3 separate regions of the Mus musculus genome follow, and all the other regions are linked to region 3. A link is a contact called in public promoter capture Hi-C data. All regions are on one chromosome and are shown on one strand. The core of a region is the stretch at or near the end of the contact, and the rest is flanking DNA. Distances in the headings are between cores, read along the strand shown. Region 1 holds the start of Psmg4 (proteasome (prosome, macropain) assembly chaperone 4). Region 2 holds the start of Foxc1 (forkhead box C1). Region 3 holds the start of Serpinb1b (serine (or cysteine) peptidase inhibitor, clade B, member 1b).

The links. Promoter capture Hi-C pulls out the DNA fragments that hold promoters and counts their contacts.
Region 1: a promoter capture Hi-C map of hippocampal neurons shows a contact between it and region 3, with 3 times the contacts expected there. The contact joins the promoter of Psmg4 here to the promoter of Serpinb1b in region 3. A contact is called at or near these places in 2 of 39 promoter capture datasets (hippocampal neurons and stem cell-derived epiblast-like cells).
Region 2: a contact with region 3 is called in a promoter capture Hi-C map of liver, with 5 times the contacts expected there. The contact joins the promoter of Foxc1 here to the promoter of Serpinb1b in region 3. A contact is called at or near these places in 4 of 39 promoter capture datasets (cranial neural crest, frontonasal cranial neural crest, liver and 1 more) and 2 of 484 Hi-C or Micro-C datasets (cardiomyocytes and palatal mesenchyme).

Annotation. Positions count from the first base shown.
Region 1 is chr13:34,161,709-34,164,408 of GRCm38.p6, reverse strand. Psmg4 (proteasome (prosome, macropain) assembly chaperone 4) reads right to left here and starts at 1,445. Exons shown (of 3, transcript NM_001101430.2): 1 at 1,160-1,445. The coding sequence starts at 1,333.
Region 2 is chr13:31,805,321-31,808,020 of GRCm38.p6, reverse strand. Foxc1 (forkhead box C1) reads right to left here and starts at 1,375. Exons shown (of 1, transcript NM_008592.2): 1 at 1-1,375. The coding sequence starts at 813.
Region 3 is chr13:33,082,694-33,085,393 of GRCm38.p6, reverse strand. Serpinb1b (serine (or cysteine) peptidase inhibitor, clade B, member 1b) reads right to left here and starts at 1,291. Exons shown (of 7, transcript NM_173052.2): 1 at 1,177-1,291; 2 at 1-116. The coding sequence starts at 108.

The DNA.
Region 1 (2,700 bases), core at 196-2,695, 1.1 Mb before region 3:
ATGTTTTAGTAGAACCTGATTACGAAGTAAGACCTTACTGCCTGACTGGCTACAACTTAAAGGACGCCCTGAAGAGGTCTCAACAACTCACCAAGTGACTTAATGAGCAGCCTGAGAGGTACTAGACACTAACCTCACCTTATATCACTAAAACTTCAGAGGCCAGTACTACTGGAATAACTGGGCAGGGAAGAACACTAAGAAGCAACAGGCCCTGTGGGGATCACTAGAAACTCAGTATCATACTCTGAATTCATCTCAAAGGGTCTTTAGCAGAGGAATGGCAATCCCTGATCTATCTTATTGTTTTATCTTTTTGCTTATATGTAGTGTGTATGGTATGCATGCATACGTGCATGCATGTTCCTAAATTTGGGTGCATATATATGCATGTGCCCCCCACACAAAGTGAGCTCATCCGAGGGTAAGGTAAGTCCTTCATCCAATATGAGTGGTGTGTTCAAGGAAGAGATGAGGACAGGCAGTTTAACTCAGTGGTGGAGCATTTGCATAGCACATGCAAAGCTTTGGATTCAACCCCCTATCCTGGAGATGGAGAGGCTCTGGGCACGTGACCTGTGAGAGAAAGAAAGGCCAAAGACAGCCAGAGAGCACTCAGAATAGGTAGAGTTGCCCATACAGAGATGAAAGGTCACAGAAGGGGAAGGTTTGAGTTTGTTGGTCAAGTACCTATCAGACACTCAAATCTAAGCTCCAAGTTCAATACAAAAGTTGTCTAAACCCAATGTAAAATGTAAAACGTAGCACGCGCACATGTCAGGAAGCTGGTGCAAGGAGAGCCGATGTTCTGGTGAGCTCAGAGCTCAGGGGCTGGGATGAGTTCCCTTTAAGGTGGTCCACGTGTGGGTTGACTCCGGGGTTCCCGCAAGTCAAGAAGCAGCCCTAGGAGACTCCAGCCTGAGGTGTTCAGAATAGGACCCCAGGGCACACTGAAGCTCCTCAAGAATGTCTCTCAGGGCCGCATGCGACCAGCCTCACTCCCACTGGTCTCTCTCCTCCCAAACCCTTCTTAGCGGTCCCCACCCTCTACCCCAGATCCTTCACCTTGAGGTCCACCGGTCCCCCCAACCCCACCCCCAACTACGGCTAGGCCCCGCCCCCAGATCGCCATCAAGTTCCTGGCCCCGCCCACACTCACGTAGCGGCTGCACATGGCCACTGCGAGGTTGCGTAGATGCGGCGTTGCTCCCACCCACAGGAAGAGCGAATCCGTCAGCCGCATGACATGAAAGTGGACCAGCTGCTCCCACAGCCTTGCACTGAAGTTGTGAAGCGACACGTCCGCGTCCGCAGCGGCCCGAGACTCCTCCATCCCGCCAGCCACCGGGCCACAGCACCGAGACCGGGCAGGCGCGGGCTCCCAGACCAGAGAGAGCGAGCTCCGAAAAGCGGAACGCTCTTTCACTTTCAGATGCGCGCGCCGAGGTGGGGTGGGGCGAGCATGAGTGGGCGGGGCCTAGAACAGGGCCTCCGCCTGCTCTAGCCTGGTACCTTCAGCCTCGCCTAGGAGTCTGCCAGCGATCTCTAGGAACCCACTGAACTACCTCTGTCCTTTTTCCTTCTTCCCAGGAGCGCATGTTAGTGGACTGAAACCACTCTCAGCATCTTCCTTTGCCCAGACACGGACACAATTTGAGCGCTTTAGCAGCCACCACCTCCCAGGCCCACCTCTGCAAGTCTCTAACCTAGCTAACATAATTTAACAGCAATGATCCTGGGAGAAAGCTGTAAAAAAGAACTGCATAGACCATGGCGGGAGGACAGGGTCTTCAGAGACAGGCAGGCACACCCTGAGCTGCTATCATGTAAAGCTCGGGTCTTGATCTAACCCTTTAACTTCTCTGTCTCTCTTTCCTCGAGTACAAAATGGAAATATGAGTAGGGAGCCTTTAAGATTTGAGAAAGAATGTGAGAGAGGGAAGCCCTGTGGAGGGTGGTGATATATCTGCCCTGGGACCCTTTAATTTTAATTACTGGGACACTAAAGTGTTTGGAATGAGTCCCTTGGTGGGTTGAGAGGCGTAAAAACTTGCCCGGTTTGTCAAGCTTTTTACAGTAGACTTGGAGACTCTAGGAACTGCAAAGAGTCTGCTTAAATTTCCTGTAACTCTTAGTGGATCAAATTGAGATTTAAAATGTGATGTGATTTGAGTATGGTTTGGGACCCTCCGAGGATCCACTGTGAGATGTCTTAGTCCCCAAGGGAGATAGATTATGGAATATCATGGGAGATCAGGGGATAGGCCCTGTCTGGAAGACCCAAGTCACTGAGGAAAAGGAAATATTCCTGTGATAGAGCTCCTGAGGTATTACTATAAAAGCAACAAGCCCAGCCTTTGTGGTTAATATTGTTGGGGGTTGGGGGGAGGGGGTTACTACACCCCCTTGTTACCTTTAAATATCTATTGGGGGTTTCTACCCCACTTCAGACCATATCATTACCAGATAAAAGATACAGAAACATTTAGATTTATAATAAGCTTAAAAGCACTAGAGCTAGGCAGATATCAGCCCTCTATGCTATATTACCTATTTTCTTATGGTGATCCCAGAGATGTCACTGGCCATGTTCAGCCTGGGCCATTCCTACTCCATCAGGCTGGTCCTCTTGACCATGTGCCCATGATCTACCAACACCATGGTGACCTCCTTCCTTCTTCCTCTCTCTTCCACCTCATC
Region 2 (2,700 bases), core at 126-2,625, 1.3 Mb after region 3:
GCTCGACAAGCTGCTGCTGCTGCTGTCGGGGCTCTCGATTTTGGGCACTGTGGCGGCGCTGCCGCTGCCTAGGGCGGCAGCCGGGGACAGGGGCTGGGGAGGCGAGGGACACGTACCGTTCTCCGTCTTGATGTCCTGGATGCGCACGGGCGGCGGCTGTGGCCCGGGAGCGGAGCCCTCGGCCTGCTCCGGGGGCGCGGGCGCGGGCTGGCGGCCGGCCTGCGGCGGTGGCGGTTCTTGGAGGTGCAGCCGGCCCTTCTCCTCCTTGTCCTTCACTGCGTCCTTCTTCTTGAAGCGCCGCCGCCGCCGCAGGAAGCTGCCGTTCTCGAACATGTTGTAGGAGTCCGGGTCGAGCGTCCAGTAGCTGCCCTTGCCTGGCTTCTTGTCGTCGCGGGGCACCTTGACGAAGCACTCGTTGAGCGAGAGGTTGTGCCGTATGCTGTTCTGCCAGCCCTGCTTATTGTCCCGATAGAAGGGGAAGCGGTCCATGATGAACTGGTAGATGCCATTCAGAGTGATCTTCTTGTCCGGGGCATTCTGGATGGCCATGGTGATAAGAGCGATGTAGCTGTAGGGCGGCTTCACCATGTCCTTGGGCTGCGGCTGCGGCGTATAAGGCCCGTAGGCGCGCGCCATGCTGCCCGGGTACTGCTCGGCGTGAGCAGGGTGCGAGTACACGCTCATAGGGGCCGGCATGGCGGTGTAGCCGCCCCCGGCCGCCGCCGCGGCAGCGCGATAGTAGCTCTGCTCGCCGCCGAGGTAGGGCACCACTCCCAGGGAGTTGGGGCTGGACACCGAGTAGCGCGCCTGCATGGCCCCGGCTCGCCGCCGCCAGGCGCAGCCCGCCGCCCCCCACCCTCGCTCGGGCCGGGCCGCGCCGCACCGGCCGCCGAGTCCGAGTCCGGGCCGCGCCGAGCTACCGCGGGCCCCTCCGCGCTGCGTCTGTCCCGGCCGCGGCCGCCTCCTTGCGCCCTGGGCCGCTCGGCCTCTCCCTGCGCTCGCCTGGCGCCTCGCAGCCCACTCAGTTCCCGCGCGGGCGGCGAGGGAGGGTCGCTGCACCCGGAGAGGGCCAGACCAGGACGCTGCAAGCCGCCTCGGAGGAACGTTCGGATCAACTTCCAGGCGCAGTCGGGGCAAAAAAAGAGACAAAAGTTAAAAAAAAATTAAAAAAAAAAAAAAACAAAAACAAATAAAAAAAATAAGGCGCCCTGCTCGCCACTGCCTGCGCCTTCCAGGAGACACTGCTCGGGGCTGCTGGCTAAGGCGGCCAAATAACCAGGGGCGGGGGCAGCGCGCCGGCCGCCTTCCCGGGCCCCCGCGTCACCTTTTCTCAGTCTCTTGCGCCGGCCGCTTAAGGAAGCATTGGGAAAACTTCTGAACTTTTGAGCATCCGTCACCCAGGCGAGGACTTTTTTACGCAGTTACATTTTTTTCCGGGCAGGGGAGCCCCGCCCCACTACGGAGGCGGCAGCCAATGGGAGGCGAGAGACGCCTGTGAATGAGCCAGCGGCCGAGCTCTGCCGGCCCGCTCCTGGCGGCTGGAGGACCGCGGGGCTGACCACACGCGCGCCGGCTGCCCGGGCCCGGCGCCCGCGCCCCTGCCCGCAGCCCGCGCTCGGTCCTCCCACCGCACCCACCCACTCACTCCCAGACTCTGCGGTTCTCCCGGTCTGCGGACTTTCGGAGTCCTCACCGGCCCGGAGACCCTTCCTGCGTCCACTGTTCCCAGGCCTCCACGGAGCCCTCGAGTCACACAGGATCTGCCTCAGTCCTTACTCTACCGTGCTGTCTCCAGCGCCGGGAGTTTCTCCGTCCTTTCCAGCCCTCCGCCCATCCCTTGTCCTCTCCTTTCCGAATATCCCTCTCCCTGCTATCACCGGTCACACCAACATCACATTTGCTCTCCACAGGCAGGTTCTCCAGTCCGACTTTAGGTTACCAAGGCTGTTACAGCCGCCGGGGTTCCAGTGAGGAAGAAGATGGTATTTCGGTGCCTCGCCCCACTCCCTGCTAGCAGTAAGCGGAGGGGATAGAAACTTGGAACTTCAAACGTGTGTTAAGCTGATGGAATGTGTAGGCCACATTGAGGAGCACGGGGTTCACAGGCGTTCCAGGGCTTAAAAGAGCTAGAGAGTTCGGGCTAAGAGGACTCCAGAAGTTTCCTCGACAAACCATGCGTTGCCCCTCTGTCCTGACCAGTACATTTTGGCTCGTAGGGGCAGTTAAGTTCAAAAGAGCTCGGTGACATTAGTAGTTGTGGTGAAGCAGAGTCAGGTAAATATCCCCAAGAACTTAAGGCTTCCCCCAGCCACTCTCAGCCTCTACCCATTCCAGGGCAGCTGTCTCACAGAGTCTGAGTTGGAGGAAGTGTTCAGAATTGCACCTACAAGGCGGCTTAAAGATTTTGAAGAGATAAGCCCCGAATGATCCTAGATATTCCGTGATTAAACCTCAAGGCTGCAGCCTCTGGGTGACTAGAACAGGATGGGTAGAGATGGGGGTGGGGGGGCGGTATTGGAGGATCTGAGAGGATAGGCCTCCCTCTGACTGAAAAACAACCCTGTATTTCAGCAACTGGTCCAGAAAAAAAAAATCTGACAGAGTGGGCACCAGGTCGTTTGCTAGAAGATGGGTTTGAGAGAAACACTGTGAAAAAGTGTTTGTGAATATTTTTCACCTCGGTTCCTCCGATTTCTGGTA
Region 3 (2,700 bases), core at 42-2,541:
AGAAATACTAAATGGAGAGAAGAAGATGTTTCCTGTGGGGCTGCTTTCCTTCAGTGTGTGGAACAGCTCCAAGGTGAAGAGGGTGTTCGCTGAACTCAGCTGCTCCATGGTGAAGGCTGCAACAGACAGGAGATCAGCTTTGCCAGCTACAACACTACCAACACCTATCACAGCTTTGCCACCCACCCCTAGCACCTGCAGTAGGTTAATCCGGCTCCCTCCAATTTTTCCAAAGAGGCAAGAATACTCCTCTAGGCACACAAAGCTGGGGCCAGATATGAGCAGTGACATGGCCCAGGGCCAAGGTTGTCTTATGGCTCTAACTTTCTAGACAGGTGTGTCTTAGGAGAAATTATGCTGGTGGTCCTGGCACAGTGCCCACACTACACAGCCTTCTGTCTGGAGCTCACACATCTCTCTCCCTGTGGGATGTCAGGTTCGAATTCATCTGTGCAATGAATCCAGAAAACCATATGGACCTACTCTGCATACAGGAGAATTCTCGTAAGATAACAATGTTATCATATTAGTTCTCAGTGGTTACAGTCCTCCATGCCTGAGGTCAAGGCTTTAGTCTCAGCTGGAATGAAATATGCAAATTTGGGTTTGCCACTCACTCTCCCTAGTCAGGCTATGGGTGACAGGGAAGAGAGACACTCTCCTGTGTCTATTTGGAAGGAAGCTGGTCCCTGAAGTGGGTAAGCAAGTCCTGCTTGGGACTCACTCCTAATCCATCTGGATCCTAAACTCAGAACTCCAGTTTGTCCAAGTACAGGCCATTCACAGCTGTGTATCTGTGGATGTTTAGCTACCAGGGCTACATCCAGTTATCATTTTTGAGGATCTAGGATCTCACCAGCTTCCTTCCCAACCTCCATCCCTGCAGCCAGGATTGAAGCTATGGAGCAGCAGGGCACTGTCCTCTCAGATAGAGGTTCAAAAAGCAAGCTGAGGGGAAAAACAAAAGCAAAACCATGACTGGGACAGCCTTCCTTCCTCTGGCCAAAGGCTTGGCTTTGGATGTGGCTGGGGAACCACATCGCCTTTCTTGGTCTGGTGTCACAACTAGGGTGAGGGTGAGGCATGGGGAGAGCATGCAGGTCCCAGGAGGACGTGCAGAGAGGTCTCCCACCCTCTTGCCAACCACCTTCCTGGGATGCTGCCCATGGCCCTTACCTCCTCTGTAGCAGCTCTGGCTCCACTTGCTAGAGACCTAGGAAGAAGCTCCCAAGGCCAGCTGCAGCCTTGACTCTGAAAGGAGAGTGTCTTACTGGCAAGCACAAGCTGGGAAGAGAGCTTTTTCTCCCCTGGTGAGTACTTAAAACTGTGCTTGCATGACTGACAAAATGAAAGCAGAAGATTGCAAGCGCCCACAGGGATCCATGTTCCTCCATTCCAGGCTATGCTCTACTTCTCCAAGCAGAGTACTTGATAAATTACTCCTTCCTGAGCTGTGAAAAGCCGAGAGGAAAAACATTCTCATTACCAATCAAATGATTCCTTTTTGAATTCCACTGAAAGACTGCAAAAATGCTAGAGATCCTTTTTTGTAAGGTGTGTGCATGGGGGTGTAGAGGCACCTTTGTGGCCCCTTGAATAAGGTCACAGTGCTCCAGTTTCTAGCTACACCTATGTATGAGAGAGAGAGAGAGAGAGAGAGAGAGAGAGAGAGAAGGAAGAGGAGGAGGAGGAAGAGGAAGAGGAAGAGGAGGAGGAGGAGGAGGAGGAGGAAAAAAAGTCCTTTATGTTGGGTTCCAAAGAAGCAACTGGCTAACTGTGGTACCTATTAGCACACCAAAATTCATTCTGGCTTCTATCTTCCATCAGTACCTGTAGCTCTTCTCAGTTTTTCTCACCTCTCCCCTGAACTAAACATCTCCTCCCTGGGGCCCTGGCTACTCTTCTGCAAGCTTCTCTTTCCTATGTAACCCTGCCATTTTTGGCCATTTGCTCTCTTGGCTATCTTGATTCTCTTCGCTCTTGGTCCCTTCTCCTGGTCCCCTCCCCTCTCACATCTTTTTCTCTCCTTTCCCCCATCACCTGGTGCAGTCTACTAACCATGTTTATCCCACATGGAACATGACCTCATCTCATTCACTTTACTGACCACTGCAGCCCAGTAAGGGTAATCACATTCTGTACAAACCTGACAGTTCTGGTAGTGTCTCCCATTACCATGAATGATCAGGTGGCCCTGCTAGTACTGAGTGGACTGAGCATCTGGAATCCCTGTTTCTTTTAGCCACCATTGGTATTCCTTAAAGGAAGGCGTCAGAGGAGGCTTCTTCACCAAGGCAGGGTCAGAGCTCCCATTTGGGCCACTGGAAGAACAGAGCTACAAGCAACCCCAAGATGTGTGCTCTAAAGAGCAGAGGTGGAAGAATGGCTGGCACACCAAAGCATGGTAGTCAGGAAGCTGTCCTGTCCAGCTCTACAGCCAAGCTTATTGTCCCTCAGCACTGCTGCAGGGCACTTCCTTCTGCTGCAAGTGCAGGGTTTGATGTGCATGCGCCCTAGTCAAATAGTGTCATCCCACTAGCAGGTCATTTGATGTACCATCTTCAGTTCCTGTTGGAGCCATGTTCTCTCCTTCAATAAAGCCATTGATGAGAGAGTACATAGTATGCAGACTTAACATGTTGCATGGGAGTGAGTTCAGTGTCATGGAAGGAAAATTACTGTTCCCAGCGAAGGAAGTCC